Regions from separate parts of the Sus scrofa genome. Here all the other regions are linked to region 2. A link is a contact called in public Hi-C and promoter capture Hi-C data. All regions are on one chromosome and are shown on one strand. The core of a region is the stretch at or near the end of the contact, and the rest is flanking DNA. Distances in the headings are between cores, read along the strand shown.

What was found. Promoter capture Hi-C pulls out the DNA fragments that hold promoters and counts their contacts. A called contact is a pair of places that touch in the nucleus more often than the background predicts.
Region 1: a contact with region 2 is called in a promoter capture Hi-C map of fetal liver, with 4 times the contacts expected there. The contact joins the promoter of ELK1 here to the promoter of ZNF182 in region 2. A contact is called at or near these places in 1 of 5 promoter capture datasets (fetal liver) and 1 of 2 datasets of contacts at active chromatin or transcription factors (alveolar macrophages).
Region 3: a Hi-C map of embryonic fibroblasts shows a contact between it and region 2, with 2.3 times the contacts expected there. The contact joins the enhancer-like site here to the promoter of ZNF182 in region 2. A contact is called at or near these places in 1 of 5 promoter capture datasets (fetal liver), 2 of 47 Hi-C or Micro-C datasets (embryonic fibroblasts and epiblast stem cells) and 1 of 2 datasets of contacts at active chromatin or transcription factors (skeletal muscle).
Region 4: a promoter capture Hi-C map of liver shows a contact between it and region 2, with 2.7 times the contacts expected there. The contact joins the promoter of ARAF here to the promoter of ZNF182 in region 2. A contact is called at or near these places in 2 of 5 promoter capture datasets (fetal liver and liver) and 1 of 2 datasets of contacts at active chromatin or transcription factors (alveolar macrophages).

The regions. Positions count from the first base shown.
Region 1 is chrX:42,173,178-42,176,845 of Sscrofa11.1, reverse strand. It overlaps ELK1 (ETS domain-containing protein Elk-1), which reads left to right and starts at 1,882. Exons shown (of 6, transcript XM_013990888.2): 1 at 1,882-2,080. UXT (protein UXT) reads left to right here. Exons shown (of 7, transcript XM_003135055.5): 6 at 332-395; 7 at 609-704. The coding sequence ends at 659.
Region 2 is chrX:42,471,005-42,474,719 of Sscrofa11.1, reverse strand. ZNF182 (zinc finger protein 182) reads left to right here and starts at 1,412. Exons shown (of 4, transcript XM_013990885.2): 1 at 1,412-1,963; 2 at 2,856-2,914. The coding sequence starts at 2,900.
Region 3 is chrX:42,045,367-42,048,627 of Sscrofa11.1, reverse strand. No RefSeq gene overlaps it. Among named protein-coding and RNA genes, the nearest start is that of ARAF, 31 kb to the left of the region's middle. Within about 2 kb of position 1,992, at least 51 of the 83 cell types and tissues checked have an H3K27ac peak or open chromatin away from gene starts, as enhancers often do. A contact at or near this core is called in embryonic fibroblasts, fetal liver and skeletal muscle, where this site is marked.
Region 4 is chrX:42,076,786-42,079,983 of Sscrofa11.1, reverse strand. ARAF (A-Raf proto-oncogene, serine/threonine kinase) reads right to left here and starts at 1,782. Exons shown (of 16, transcript NM_214329.1): 1 at 1,732-1,782; 2 at 279-433; 3 at 23-126. The coding sequence starts at 374.

The sequences.
Region 1 (3,668 bases), core at 633-3,132, 300 kb after region 2:
CATACTCCATATTTTACTCCATCATCTGTCCCCCTTAATGAGAATCTGAGCTCCAAGAGGCCGAGATTTTCGTTTGCTATGTCTGCTGCTATCTCCCCAGTACCTAAAACAACCTGGCATAGAGTAGGCATTCAGTAAAGGTCTTGGAATCAGTGTAGTGCAGATGGCGGCCAGGCATGTCTGCCTAGGAGCAGGCCAGGTAGTAGGGGTCCCACCACCTGCCGTGTGGAAGTCATCCAGGACTTAGGCGGTTCTTGAAGCGGTGAGGGCACATCATCCTCACGGATCCTAAGTGGGGCCCACCTCGCCCTTTCTCGTTTCTTTTCTCCAGGCTCAGCGACAGCCTCACCAAGGACTCCATGAATATCAAGGCCCATATCCACATGTTGCTAGAGGTGAGAGCAGCTCACCCCACTCCCAGACTCTATCTCCAAATATTTAGGGTGGTGTCCTGAGGAAGGGAGAGAGCCAGAGATGGGAAGGGCCATCTTTCCCTCCAAATGAGTCAGACAGGAACCAGGCTGGCTCTGAGGGAAGGGAGTTCCAAGCAAGCCTGAGGTGGGGCCTGGACCCAGTCTCCGTTCAATCTCTTCTGTTCTCTTTTTCAGGGGCTTAGAGAACTACAAGGTCTGCAGAATTTCCCCGAGCCTCGCCACTGACTTCTTCCTACCTCCCTTGACATTAAAGAGCCTGAATGTCTTTGAGTCACGTGGCCCTTCTTTCCCCCATTAACTTCTGCTGTTGGCTAAAGTGCCGTTTCTAAAGCACAATGTTACTGGGAGGCGCAGAGATCCAGTCTGTGTAGAATCTTTAAAGCACCACTGAAGTGCCGCCTCCAGCCTGTTTCCTGGCAGAATGTGCCACCTGACTTTCCGCTCTGCCCTCTCTACCATCGCCTTGGCAACCTGGGCCCCCACCTGACCCTTCTTTCTATTTCCTTTCCTGTGCACTACTGCTTGAATTAACCATAGAGAACGGGCCGATTCAGGGTGGCGGTTTGTTCCCTAAGGCAATCAACCTTTCACTCCTGGCCCTAAAGTTTACCCTTCTCCCACACTCCAATCGTTCCTCAGGTAACTTAAATTACACCCACGCCCGTCTAGGCCCAACCTTGGCCTTGTCCCAGCTTCTAAATAGTTACAGCTCCAGCAATGGGCGCAGGGCCGATCTCGCCCGCCCTCCCTGGTCCGGTCCTCATTCTAGGCTGAATCCAGCTTCCGCCAATCGATACAGAGCCAGGTTCCACCCCTTTATTACTGGCTGCAGCTCGACCCTGCCCTTGTAGGCATTTCGTTTCCACCACTCAACACTCCTTCGCACGTCTGGCAGCTGTCCTGCCCTCCTTCCTCTGCTTCGTTCTAAATTCGTCTTTTCTAGCCAATCGCCACAGAGTTAGCCTGCCCGCCTCCGCAGATCCCTGGTCAGACCTCCTCCCAGCGGGGCTGCTAGCCTGTGTACTTCTATACAAGTCCTGCTTCCGCTGGGCTGCGTGGAGTTCGGCACCGCCCATTGGTGTTTTGGCAGCTGTCTAGGCGTCCATCGCCCGCCAATCAGCAGGAAGCAGAGCCTAACCACTTCTATCCTCGGAGGCTGGCCGTCTTCCATCAATCTCATATAGGCCAATCACTGCGAGGCAGGCACCCCCGGAACCTTGTCAATCGCCCACGGCCTAGCAGTCTCTCCTGAGCCAATCAGCGGTGAGCGTCGGCGGGGCCGAGCACGCCCCCTCGGAACCCAGGAGGCCGGCTGCGTTCCGTCAGTTCCCCTAGGGCCAATCCCAGCAAGGCCCTATGGGGCAGGGTCCGCCTCCCCAACCCTGGAAGCCGCGCGGTCGATCCGTGGCGCTTTGACCAATCAGCGAGCGGCTGAAAGCTCAGCTCCTCCTTTACGGGCCCACGTGAGCGGTGGGGAAACGCAGGGGCGGCTTCTAGGTGCTGCCGCCGCCGCCGCTGCCGCCGCCGCCGCCGCCGCCACCGCCGCCGCCACCGCCGCCTCGGATCCCGGGCCTGGGGGGCGGTGGGGCCGCGCATGGAGCCCCCGCCCCCCGGAGCTGCCAACACCACCGCAGCGCTACGCACAGGTGAGCCCGGGGCCTGGAGGGTTGAGGGCCCGGTCCCTGACCCCACGTATCCTTCCCGCCCCCGCGCCGGGGGATGTGGCTTGGCCCATGGCCTTCTGGTGTTCGGCTCCTCACTGCCACCGCCACGGCTGGTGGACCTGCCTGTGGCATCGTCCCGTCCCTTCGCCCCTTGTAGTGGATCTGACCGTGGCCTAATCCCCCCTTCCTGTTTTAAAATGGATCGGTCTTAGTGCTTGTATTTCTCCCCACCCCCCCTTACAGTAGACTCGTCCGTGGTCTTGCCCCCCAACCCCGGCTTGGAGGGTGCCGTTCTCTGGCAGCGTCTAACTCTTTGACAGTAGGTCCGTCTGAGTGTTTGTATTTCTCAGGTCCTCAAGTTTCAGCGGCCCCCGTCTGTGGCCTTGTTTTTCCCATCCCTACTCTTCCTTGTGAGTCACTCCGTGGCGTTGTACCCCCCCCCTTAACAGGGAGTTAACCTGTGAATTTGTATTCCTGCCTCCAGTCCCCCAGTGCATCAATCCATGGCTTTAACACACACACACACACACACACACACACACACCATTTTTACAGTGGATCAGTCTACATGCTTGTATTCATGTCCCCCTGCATATCAGCCCATCACCCTATCCTCCCTTTTTTGTAGACTGTCACTCCAGTGCCTGGGCTTCTCCCTTGCTTTGAATAGTGGGTTAGTTTAGACCTTTATATCTCCCCATTTCAGTAGCCCAGTCCCTGGCCTTGTCCCCTTCTCCTTATAATCAGTCTGTGTGATGGTTTTTCTCTCTTCCATTATCGTGCAGGAATCAGTGTGTTTCTCTGCTCTCCTTGCCCCTAGTAAATAAGATGAGCCTTTACACACACACATACACACACACACACACCCACCCACCCACCCCTTTGCAGTGGATCTGTTTATTGGACTTCCTGCCACCCATGTGCTTGCCTTTACACCCGTTGGGTACACCCTCGTGTGAGTCCAGTGCTATGCAGTCCCTCCAGGAGGGTTGGCCCTTGGGGTGGGTCAGTCTGTGGCCTTCCCTGCCACTCTCCCTCCTTCTTAGTAGTGGATCAGCCTGTGTGCTTGTTGAACCGAGGTCTTTTTTTACTCTAGAACACACCCCCCTCTTACACACTGTTAACCATTAAAACATCCCGCCTCACTCCAGGAAATGAATACATTAGCAGTAGCGATAATGCCTATAGACGCTACTGGTTATTGACCTCCTACTGGGTACCAGGCTGAATGCTTAATGTTAGCTCATTTCATCCACCCCCTGAGATAGGGACCGAGGAACGTTTGGCACAGGGAGGTTTAATTCCTTACTCAAAGGTGATGCCATAGGTACCAGGTTAGGTTGCCCCTCAGAGCATTTTTGAGACTTTCCTCTCACTCTTCATCCTACCCCCGCCCCCCCCCCAAGGCCTCTCTCCTTAAAAGCTAAATCACTCCCATCTCCAAGCCTTTTGTTTTTGCTGTGCCCTTGGCTTGCCGAGCTGTCTCCACCCCACACCTTGTCTCAAAACCCATCCACCCCCAATCCTAGCAGCTACACGACCTTAAATGGTTTAACCACGGTCTGTCCTC
Region 2 (3,715 bases), core at 163-2,662:
TCGTTCACTTCTACTTTCCCCCTAAATTTGCCTCTCTTTACTCATACTGTACCCCCTAAACCATCATTCATTTACACTCTAATCCTTAGTACTCATACCAACTTGCACACTAATGCTTTATCAACCTCATTCACATTCGCCAACTTTCATTGCCCCAATCAACTCACAATCTGCTCCCATTTCCACTTTTTGCCATTTAGACTGTGCCTCATTTCCCCATCATTTACTCAGTCTCATTCATAATCTTATTAATTCAAAATCAAATGCATTGGAATTCCCTGGTAGCCTCGTGGTTAGGTATCCAGCATTGTCACTGCTGTGGCTTGGATCACCGCTGTGGCACAGGTTTGCTCTCTGGCCGGGGAACTTCTGCATGCCACAGGCACTCAAAAAAAAAAAAAAAAAATCAAATGCATAGTCATTTACTCACTCTGCTCCACACTCCCCACATTCACTCCACTCTACTGCTCATTCACCTCCCTGACATCACCCTTTGTCTCTCCCCAATTTGTCCTTCATGCACCGTTATTCACCTGCCCCCCCATCCCATGTGTCTCCCATTTAGTGACACATTGGCCAAGACAGAAAAGTCTGCTGTATCATTGAGGAGTCAGTTTGGCTGCACATACCAACACCACCCTAAATGCCAATGGCTTCAAGAGGATGGAAGGGGATTCCTCTCTTGGAGGCAGGAAGTTCGAGGCTAGAGTGGCCCTCCACCACAAATCTCTGCTTCAGATATTTGTGTGGCTGGTTCCTTTTGGTCAGCGTAACTGTCACCCCTGACAAAAGGAGATTGTCCCTGCTCATCCTGAGAAAACAACCTGTCAGCCACTACTTAACACATCCCCATCATCCCAGGGTGTGTGTGTGTGTGTGTGTCCATCCTCTAAGTCGCCGTTTATTTATTCTTCAGCCTCTTGTTTGTCTGCACACCGTCCTTCAAAAGCTAGGCTGTAAACTTCCAGCCTTAGCCACTGGATGGAGCTAGTGAACTAAGAAGCCAACCTCCTAGCCTTTGTGCTTGTAGAGCAATTCTACCATGCACCCCCATTTCCTATTCAATTACACCTGCGAACCCGAAGCTGCCCTCGCCCTCCAGGTTCAAAAGATCAAATTTCCGCCCGCTAGCATTTTCCTTAATTGGGCACGTCTCCTTCCCGCCGTAAGGAAACAGGTTTTTGGAGTCTTAGGAATGACGGCCTCCACCGATCAAAGTAAACACCTGTTCTACACCAGCACCCGCAAGGGGAAGACACGCAGTGGGCGCGGCCATCGCTTCAGAACAGTGACGTCACCGGAGCGGCCATCTTCCCTCTGCGCCTGCGCTGCTGCCCCACCGCGTTCGCGTCGGGCGAGAGCGAGGTGGGTGTGCCCCCATGTTGACTATTGGCGGACGCAGGCTCAAAGCCCCCACTGAGCTTGCGCATACCCGGTCGCTGCAGCGCTGTGGCTGCGGAGCCCGAGTTGTCCCAAAGCGGAAGTGCTTCTCGGGGCCAGTTCTTGTAACGGTCTCCTCTGCAGCGAGCAGAAAATCTGTTGTCGAGAGAGAGGTTGAGGGGGCGAGTGGTAGGAGTGATGGGCTGAGTGATGGGGAGTTCTGGGGGAACAATGCAGCCGGTTTGTAGGGGTCGTGGACGTGGGAGGTTGTGGGATTAGTGATGGTGGACCGAGAGGTCAGCGAATGAGGATCTGTGGGTTCCGTGGCAGACAAAGTTAGGGGGCTAGTCAGGGTTGAATGGTGCTTATTAAACGTTGACTTTTACACATTTTCCAGCACAGTGACCTGCGCTAAGGGTTCATTCGCACCCCTCAAGCTCCTCCTTAGGCGTCCCCGCCTCTCCCTCTGTCCCTTTCCCTTTGCCCAAGCCCCGAGGTAGGGGCCTGGTGTGAATGCTCCAGCTGAAGTGAATCTGCACCCGAAGGCTTCCTTCTGGCTCCTGGGCAAGACGGCCCCAGTGAGGTGAGGAGAAGCAAGAAGAGGCACCTGAGAGAACTCACCTGAGAGCTTGGGGCTCGGGAGGGCTGGGCAGGATCTGGTGGTGTGGGGTCTGGGGGCGGGGATGGGGCTTAAAACGCATGGGAATAATAGTTGTAAAGTTCAGTTTCTTTTGACATTTAACAAATAACACATTCGAATTATAGATTGATTAGAAAATAGAGGAAAAGAAAATTCAAAGGAACTAATTTTATCCCCTCTTACATTTAAATGTCCGTTCTTAGACATTTGTAGTGTGTATAAGGGGCGTGCATTTTTAAACATTTAACATACGGTTTTCAAATGGGTTCCTGCAGTTTTATAACCTGCCCTTTTTTTATTTAGAAGTTACTGTGATTCAGCCTAAAAGTTTATTCTCTAACGTTTAAAAACCTTGTAATTTAGATGTATGTACAGAAAAGTACACAGATAATTGTACGGTACCATACTTTTTTTTTTAATAACCACATAGAATTTAATCCCTTGTATTTCCTTGTTAATCCCATGTTATGGGTCATTTAGGATTGTTTAAATTTGGCATCGTTAAAAGTCAATGCTGAGATGAAGGTACTTCAGAGAAATTATGACACATTATTTCATAATGGAAAATACCTAGAAATACAACTTGTGAGTCAGAACACAAGTATTTTTAGAAAAAAAAAACAAAACCCTTTTGTGTTAGATGGTCACATGAGGAAAAGACTCAAGTATACACAAGTGGTTGTTAAAACCACATGTCCAAACTGTGGAGGTTGCCCAAACTTACACAGAGAGGCCTCACACCCAGTTGGTGTGAGAGGATTTCTAGGCAGATAATTCTGGGCATTGGAAGCCTGATGGAGTCTCTCATATGCTCTACACTTCTCCACTCTTCTAGCTCAATCCTCACACATCTCTGACTTTTCCCAAGAAGAGCAGGAAATGGCCGAACCCCAGGTAAGTATGTTGTCTGTTCCTTCTGTTCTGCCCTGGACGCGATGAGCACTGTAGGACTCTCAGACGTAGAATAGGAAATTATTTGCAAATAAGCATTAAAATCAGGGGTAATGAGAGCCAGCAGCAAGGCCAAATTTGAATGTAGACGCAAAAAAGACTTAGGGCGGAACTGCTAGTTACGCATTATAACATTAGTTGAGTTGCAAATTTCTCTTTGAGCCTCTGGCAGCCAGAGGTAATCTGGCTCCCTTAACTCAGGAGGGAGAGAACACACAAAGTCAAGTCATCTGGCAAGTAAAACTTTTGGGGCAATTGCCTTTCAGGGCTTTTCTTTGCTGAATCTTTGTGTGGATGGTTGAATTGTCTTCAGTCACAACCTGATGACAAATGCAGCCTCTGGTCTCCTGCAGGTATTTCTTAGAGCCTTCCTCAGTGAGCTGGAGCCATAATGTCAAGACGGAATGTGGGAATGAAATGGGGAACTTGCTTGTCTTTTAAATGATTTTCCTCAAGTAATTTTCTCAGTTGGACTTTGGATTCTCATTTGGTCAAGAGACAAAGTATGGCAGGCACCCACAGCCCACCATCTTTTTTTTTTTTTTCTTTCACTTAAAAATTTTTTTATTTTTAAAATTTGTGTACAGTAACATTGATTTTTGTGGTCCAGGCTGATAAACATTAACACCTGTGTAGACTGTCACGCCTAATCTATAGAATAGAGAATAGTTTCATCACACCGAAAAAGGGCCTTATGCAACCCCCTATAGTCATATCCTCCCCTAACTGTAACCTCAGGCAACC
Region 3 (3,261 bases), core at 743-3,242, 430 kb after region 2:
TCTTCCCGTTCAAGTTGTGGATTTTCCTGGTTCTTGGTGTAATAAATGATTCTTTTTTTTATTGTATCCAGAGCATTTTTTTTTTTTTTTTTTTTTTTTTTGCTTTTTACAGCAACACCAGATCTGAGCGGTATCTGTGACCCATACACAGCTCACGGCAATGCCACCGGATCTTTAACCCACTGATGGAGGCCAGGGATCAAGCCCGCATCCTCATGGATACTAGTTGGGTTCGAAACCCACTGAGCCACAACGGGAGCTCCCTATAGTGTGAGATTCATTCTCTCTCTTTCTTTCCTTCCTTCTTCCCTTCCTTCCTTTTATGGCAGCACCTGTGACAAGTCTAAGTTCCCAGACTAGAGGTCAAATCAGAGCTACAACTGAGGCCTACGCCACAGCCACAGCAACACCGGACCTGAGTTGCACCTTCGATCCATGCCACAGCTTGCAGCAACACTGGCTCCTTAACCCACTGAACGAGGCCAGGGATCGAACTCATCCTCACAGAGACAATGTCGGGTTCTCAACCCACTGAGCCACAATGGGAACTCCTATAGTGTGAGATTTAACCTTATTTTTTTTTCAACCAGTGATCACCCTGTTGATATATGGCACACACAGGGCAGGATAGGTGTGGATCAATTTCCGGCTGGGCCCTTGGGATGCCAGCCCAGCAAAGGTAGATGAGCAGTGACTCAAACGGCCTCCGTGTAGGTGGATGGGGTGGAAACTCATCTTCCCCCTCCGTCTGCTGACAGCTTCCCAGCAATATTAGGGCACAGACTGGCATCATTCCTTACTTCTGTAAGCTCACTTGCCTGCTGGGTCCTGCTGACACCAAAGGTGAGGGGAATGAGGAATCCTGATTAGAACTAACCGGTACTGCTTTGTTTCGACTGTGGGGCGGAGGCTCAGTTCACTTCCTCCTGCTGAGGGGTGGGGTGGAACATCAGCTCCCTGCTCTCCTGCTGAAACATGGGGAGTGTGTGGAGGGTGTTGGTTTTTCCATTGGTGTCTGGCTGGGTAGGGCTGATGTTATCTAAAGGCTTTTCTGTTAGGCCACCCTTTGCCCTGACCTTTGGCTAAAGGAAACAGACTTTCCCTGTAGATTTTTTTTTTTTTTTTTTTGGTCTGTGCCTGTTGGCAGTTCCAGATTTGAAGCTGCTGGAGCCCCTTGATTTATGAGCAGCAATAAGGAAGCTGAGCATCGCCCCCATGCAAATATACTGTTTTGCTCCAATAAAATACTTGGAAAGCTGGAAAAAAAAAAAAAAGATGCTGAGGATATTCACTGCTGTGTTATTCCTCAAGTCCTGAGGTCCGTAGACCATCTGCCTTCTTTCCACCTTCCAGAGTCTTCCTAGCTTGTTCTGTGCAGGAGGGTTTAGTTGTAAGAGGGGGGACTTGGGAGGAACGGGCTACTCCGTTCTGACCGAAACAGGAAGTCCTTATTATTTATTTGGGGGCTCAAACTCTCCAAATTTGACCCCTTCAAGCTGGCCTCCTGTATCATTCTGATATATCCCCGTTATTCTCAGAGCAATTCATTGCTTTCTGGTGCGAGATGGGCCAAGCTCGTCTTGTTCTTTCTCCCTGCTCCAGCCATAGAATAAACCACTTCTCCAAAGGGCCCTGTATCCTTCACCAGGGGTACAGTGCTATTTAGAAACCATTAATGATGGGAGCTAGCAGGTAATTTCCTTATCCCTCTGGGGCTCCAACACGCAGCTTTTCCTGAATGAAGATGTGTGAAGAGCAAGGTAAGATGCGCCTCTGATCACAGTAAATGCTTCTTTTGCATCACCTGAGGTCCCCACCCGGCGCTCCAGTCACCCTGGCATCGGTCGCTACGAAGGTTTGGATTTGGCTTTGCAGGGTGAGCTTGCACTTGGCCAATTGCGGACAAAGCTTGCGGGCTGAACCAATGAACGCCTGAGTTTGCCGCGGACTGGGCGGAGCTTAAGTGATGAGCAAGGAGACCGCTCGCGGGATTGGTGCATTCCTGTTTCGCCGGCTCTGGGAGCTCGCAGTCTTGTCAAGTCACTGCCGGGTATTGGGCCCGGAGGGAGCGAACTGGGAGCCGCCTGGAACCGGCTCCCGCCGGGGGCGCTCTGTCGCCCTCTCTAGCATCTTCCCCTCTCTTGGTCCCTCTGCTCTCCTTCTCTCCCAGCCTCTCGATCTCAGGCATCTCTGCAGGCAGTTAGTCCCCAGCCCCTCCTTTCCAGGTCGCCTTCCCCGATTCCCCGCCCTGTCGAGACCAGGGGCGCCTCTCATTGGTGTGGCTGGCGCCCTGGCAACTGGCTGGGGCGCGTCGAGCTGGGCCGCCTGGGAGGCACCTTCTTGGCACGCGTTCCCTTGGCAACAGGGACGGGGTTTGTGGGGATCTGTAGCGAGATGCGGGAACGGTGAGGGACTCCTTGTCCTTTAGTTATTAAACAGGAGAGTATTGAGGGCTTACTAAGTGCCCCGGCCATGTAAGCAGCGGATACAAGTCTGGTCCTTTAAAACTTCATGAAATCTTAAGTAATTACCCACGTTTTCTATTCTTTTTTTTTTAAGCTTTATTGAGGTATAATTGATATATAAAGAAATGCACCTTTTTTTTGGGGGGGGGGTCTTTTTATGGCCCACCTGGGGCATATAGGGGTCGAATGGGAGCAGTAGCCACCGGCCTACGCTACAGCCACAGCAGCGCGGGATCCGAGCCGAGTCTTCGACCTACACCACAGCTCAAGGCAACGCCAGATCCCTAACCCACTGAGAGAGGCCAGGGATCGAACCCGCAACCTCATGGTTCCTAGTTGGATTTGTTAACCACTGCGCCACGACGGGAACTCCCCAACCCCCAAATTTTCCACTTGCCCCCTTTTAATCACTCCCTTCTGCGCCTCCCTGTCCCCACAACCCTCCAGGCAACCACTGACCTGTTTTCTGTCACCATAGCTTAGATTTTCTAGAATTTTTTATAAATGGAATCATACAATATAAACCCTTTTTTTTGGTAACTTCTTTCATGCAGCAGTATCATTTTGCGACTTCTCAGTGTCCTATATCTCGGTATGAATTCCTTTGTATTGCTGAGTCTGTATTCCATTGTCTGGCCCAGTTTGTTTATTCATTCACCTAGCCTTTGGGGTCATTTCCAGGTTGGGCTGTTACAAATAAAGTTGCTGTGAACATCTGTGTGCCAAATGATAGGTCATACTTTTATTGCTCTGATCATTCTTGTGAGTTAACCTATAAGACTTAGCATTTGAAGGA
Region 4 (3,198 bases), core at 533-3,032, 400 kb after region 2:
GTTGGGGGGGTGCCACGCTTACCCCTTGATGAGCCGGTAGACCACGCAGCAATCCTGATTGAGACCTCGCACCTTGAGGGCCTTGTCCAGAGAGTCGTAGACACTCATGCCATCCCGGACAGTCACCTGCGTGTGCGCACAGATGTGAGGAGTCGGTGCCCCACGGGGTCCCCAGCCCTCGGCAAAGGCGTGCTCCCAGCCCCTGTCACCTTTCTGATCCACGATGTCCAACCGGGTCCCTGCCCACCCCTGGCCAGCTTTGCTCCCGTCAGACTCACCACCGTGCGCTGCTTGTTGGGCAGGTACACTTTGACGGTGCCCACTGCCCGGGACGGCTCGGCCCCGTTGGCAGGGGGGCCCCGTGGTGGCTCCATGGAGCCTAGGACTTTGTCAAGACGGGCTCAGGTGGGGCTGGGCAGGTGCCATGGGGCTCCTGGAAGACAGAGGCGGAATGCAGTGGTCCGGGAACAATTGTTAGGAAGCAAAGTGGCAGAGGACAAAAAAACATTCAGTCCCCAGGCTCCACGTCTCCCCCTGTAGCCTAATACCCACACAGCTCAAGGGATCCAGTTCTTCCTCGGCCCAGCCCCTCCTGTTGTTTGTCTCACCCTTAAGTGCCAAGGTCTCCATTTCACTGCATAGGGCGGGGTGGGGTGGGGGTTAGGACATAAAGAGAGGCAGCACACACTGTCCTGGAGGCCACAGGAGCACACGAAGTCTCTGGGCTGGGGACTAACGGGGAAGTCAGCATGCACTGCACTGGGGCGTGTCAGGTACATAATGGACATGAACAGGCTGTCCTGGCTTTCTCATGGAGGAGGGGTTACCAGATACTGTGGGGTGGGAGGAGTCACAGACAGGGTGCCCTGAGTTTGGGGGAAAGGGGCATTGCACCAAACAATGTTCTTAAGGGCGCCGGGGGCACCCCAAAGCCCTTGGGGTGTAATGATGGTAGACTCACGGACCCTGTGTTAGGTGGCAAATGGCAGTCAGCAGACTGTGATGGGGGGTTCACAGAGGCTCCGCAGACACAATGCTGAAGGGAGATGTGTTAGGGAATCACCAGGGACCGTAAAGGGGAGAAGAGCGGATAATGGGGGAAAGGAGGGACATGGAGCATCACCAGACCTGGTCGAGATGAGAGGTACAAGGGGGTAAAGTGGGGGTGGGGTGGAGGGCGCTCCAAACTCTCCCTGACAACGAAGGAAGGGCTCACAGACATACCACTGCTGCTACTGGAAGGAGGCTGGGAGTGGTTAAAGAGGAGTAAGGGGTGGGAGATCCTCAAACATTCTCCTAGTGGGTCGGACATTGATCCAGAATAAGAAAAGAGAGGAGTGAGCCCCGTCTTCATGCACTCCCCATTGCTGGTAAGAAAGTCTTCCCCTAACCTTAGAGAGATTAAGAAGGACTCCAAGCAAGACACACCACAACCCCAGCCCCATATACGGCCTGGCCCTGCCCACTGAGAGCCTTTCAGCTCTGCGCAGGCGCGCTGCTACACGCGACGGGCGAAACCATCCCCCGCAGCCTTGCACCCCTATTCCAGTCTACCCCCCCTCCCCGTGCTGTCGACGATGGTCTCGCCCCGGGTCAAACCACTCCTCCGGTTCCGGGCAGGGGGCGCCAAGGCCCGGGCGCAGCCATCCCGGAGCTGAGCTTTCGGTCCCGGCTCCTTACTCGTGCCCGGCGGTCGCTCCAGAAACCGAACCCTGCCGGGCCCGCCCTCACCTGTCACGCCGCTACAGCCGCCGCCGCCTCCATCTTGGGCCTCTCTTCTTGTTTCCTCACAGAGTCCGCCTCCACCGCCCCTCGGACTTTGGCCATTGGCTCCGCTGGACTCGGCCCTCCATTCTTATTGGATCAGGGTCACGCCTGTCAAGGCAGGACCCGCGGAATGTGGGTCGTGTTCCGGATTAGGAGGGGCTGCCTGAAACGTCAGGGTCTAGGGCAAATTCGCACGTCCGGGCTCGCGCAGGCGCAGTTGGGAAGAGACCTGCGTGCCATGGGCTTTAACCCCAATCGTGCCATGATGGAATAAAGCAGAGCTATTTTTGTGGGGAGGGGAGGGTCACTAGGGGCTAACTTTAGGAGTTTCCGAATCTGAACGGGGAATCCTCAAGGGCCCTTTTTCACTCCAGTGACCCTGTGCCCAACTACTCATTTGGGACTTTCCTGTGTCTCAGTTTTACCGTCTTTGAAATGGGTTGGAATCAGAAAAAAAAATCTCTGCAGCGTTTTCCGGTTCTAGGAGACTGTAATCATAACCTTTGATAAGAGTGGGTCTCTGGTGTGGCCAGGGCAGGGGGGTCTGGCCCTAGGAGTGAAGGCCTGCTTGCTGTTTGGGGAGGCTTCCTTTAGGAATGGAGTTGATAAGGATTTTCAAAGACTAATCAGGGATGGTCAGGTGAAGAGGGGAGGGAAGTGCGAACCTGAGATGAGGCATAACTGCAGGGAAGCGTGTGTACGGTAAACACAAAGTCTTTTTTTAAAGTTTACTTTTCCCTGGTGTCACAAGTGAAAGAGACTCGCCATCCTCCTTTTTCTTATTTTCTTTAGAAAACTCGTAAAATTTTTCTCTGTCCCTTGGAGAGGTCTGCGACTCTTTAAAAAAGCTAAATAGGCTTTCTGCCAGTTTTACAGTTCAGGAATGCTGTTCTTAAGGTCCTGGGAGCCAGGTCTTTGAAATGCAAAGGTAAACAGCGATTGGGCCTTATCTCCACCTGCGTAGGAATTTGACCTGGGCGGCTGGCTCCAAGTCATCACCTGCTTGTCAAAGAGATATGCGTTTTATTTTTCCTTTGCCTAAAGGCAGATGGCTACCCCAATTACCAGGTGAATTTGAGAGGAACTGTGTGTAGCGAGTGGTGCTGTCAAGTTCTGAAGACAAGTTATCATCTATCTTTAAGACCATGTAGGTCATGGGTTGTATCTGCCTGACTCTATGAAAGGAGGAGATTTCTTTCTCGGAAATCTCTTTAGTGAATTGCTTGTGATGCCCCTCACGGTCTGATTTAATGCTTATTCGATAATAAACCTATTCCGCTCTTCGCTACCTTTGTGGAGAGGATTTGCTGGGTTGGCATGCGATTTATTTGTAATGATTTCCCCAACAGTATGAACCGCCTGTTGTGTTTGAAGTGCATACCTTCTCCCATTAGGAGCCTCGGCATTCCTCTGCAACGCAATGGGAAAAGA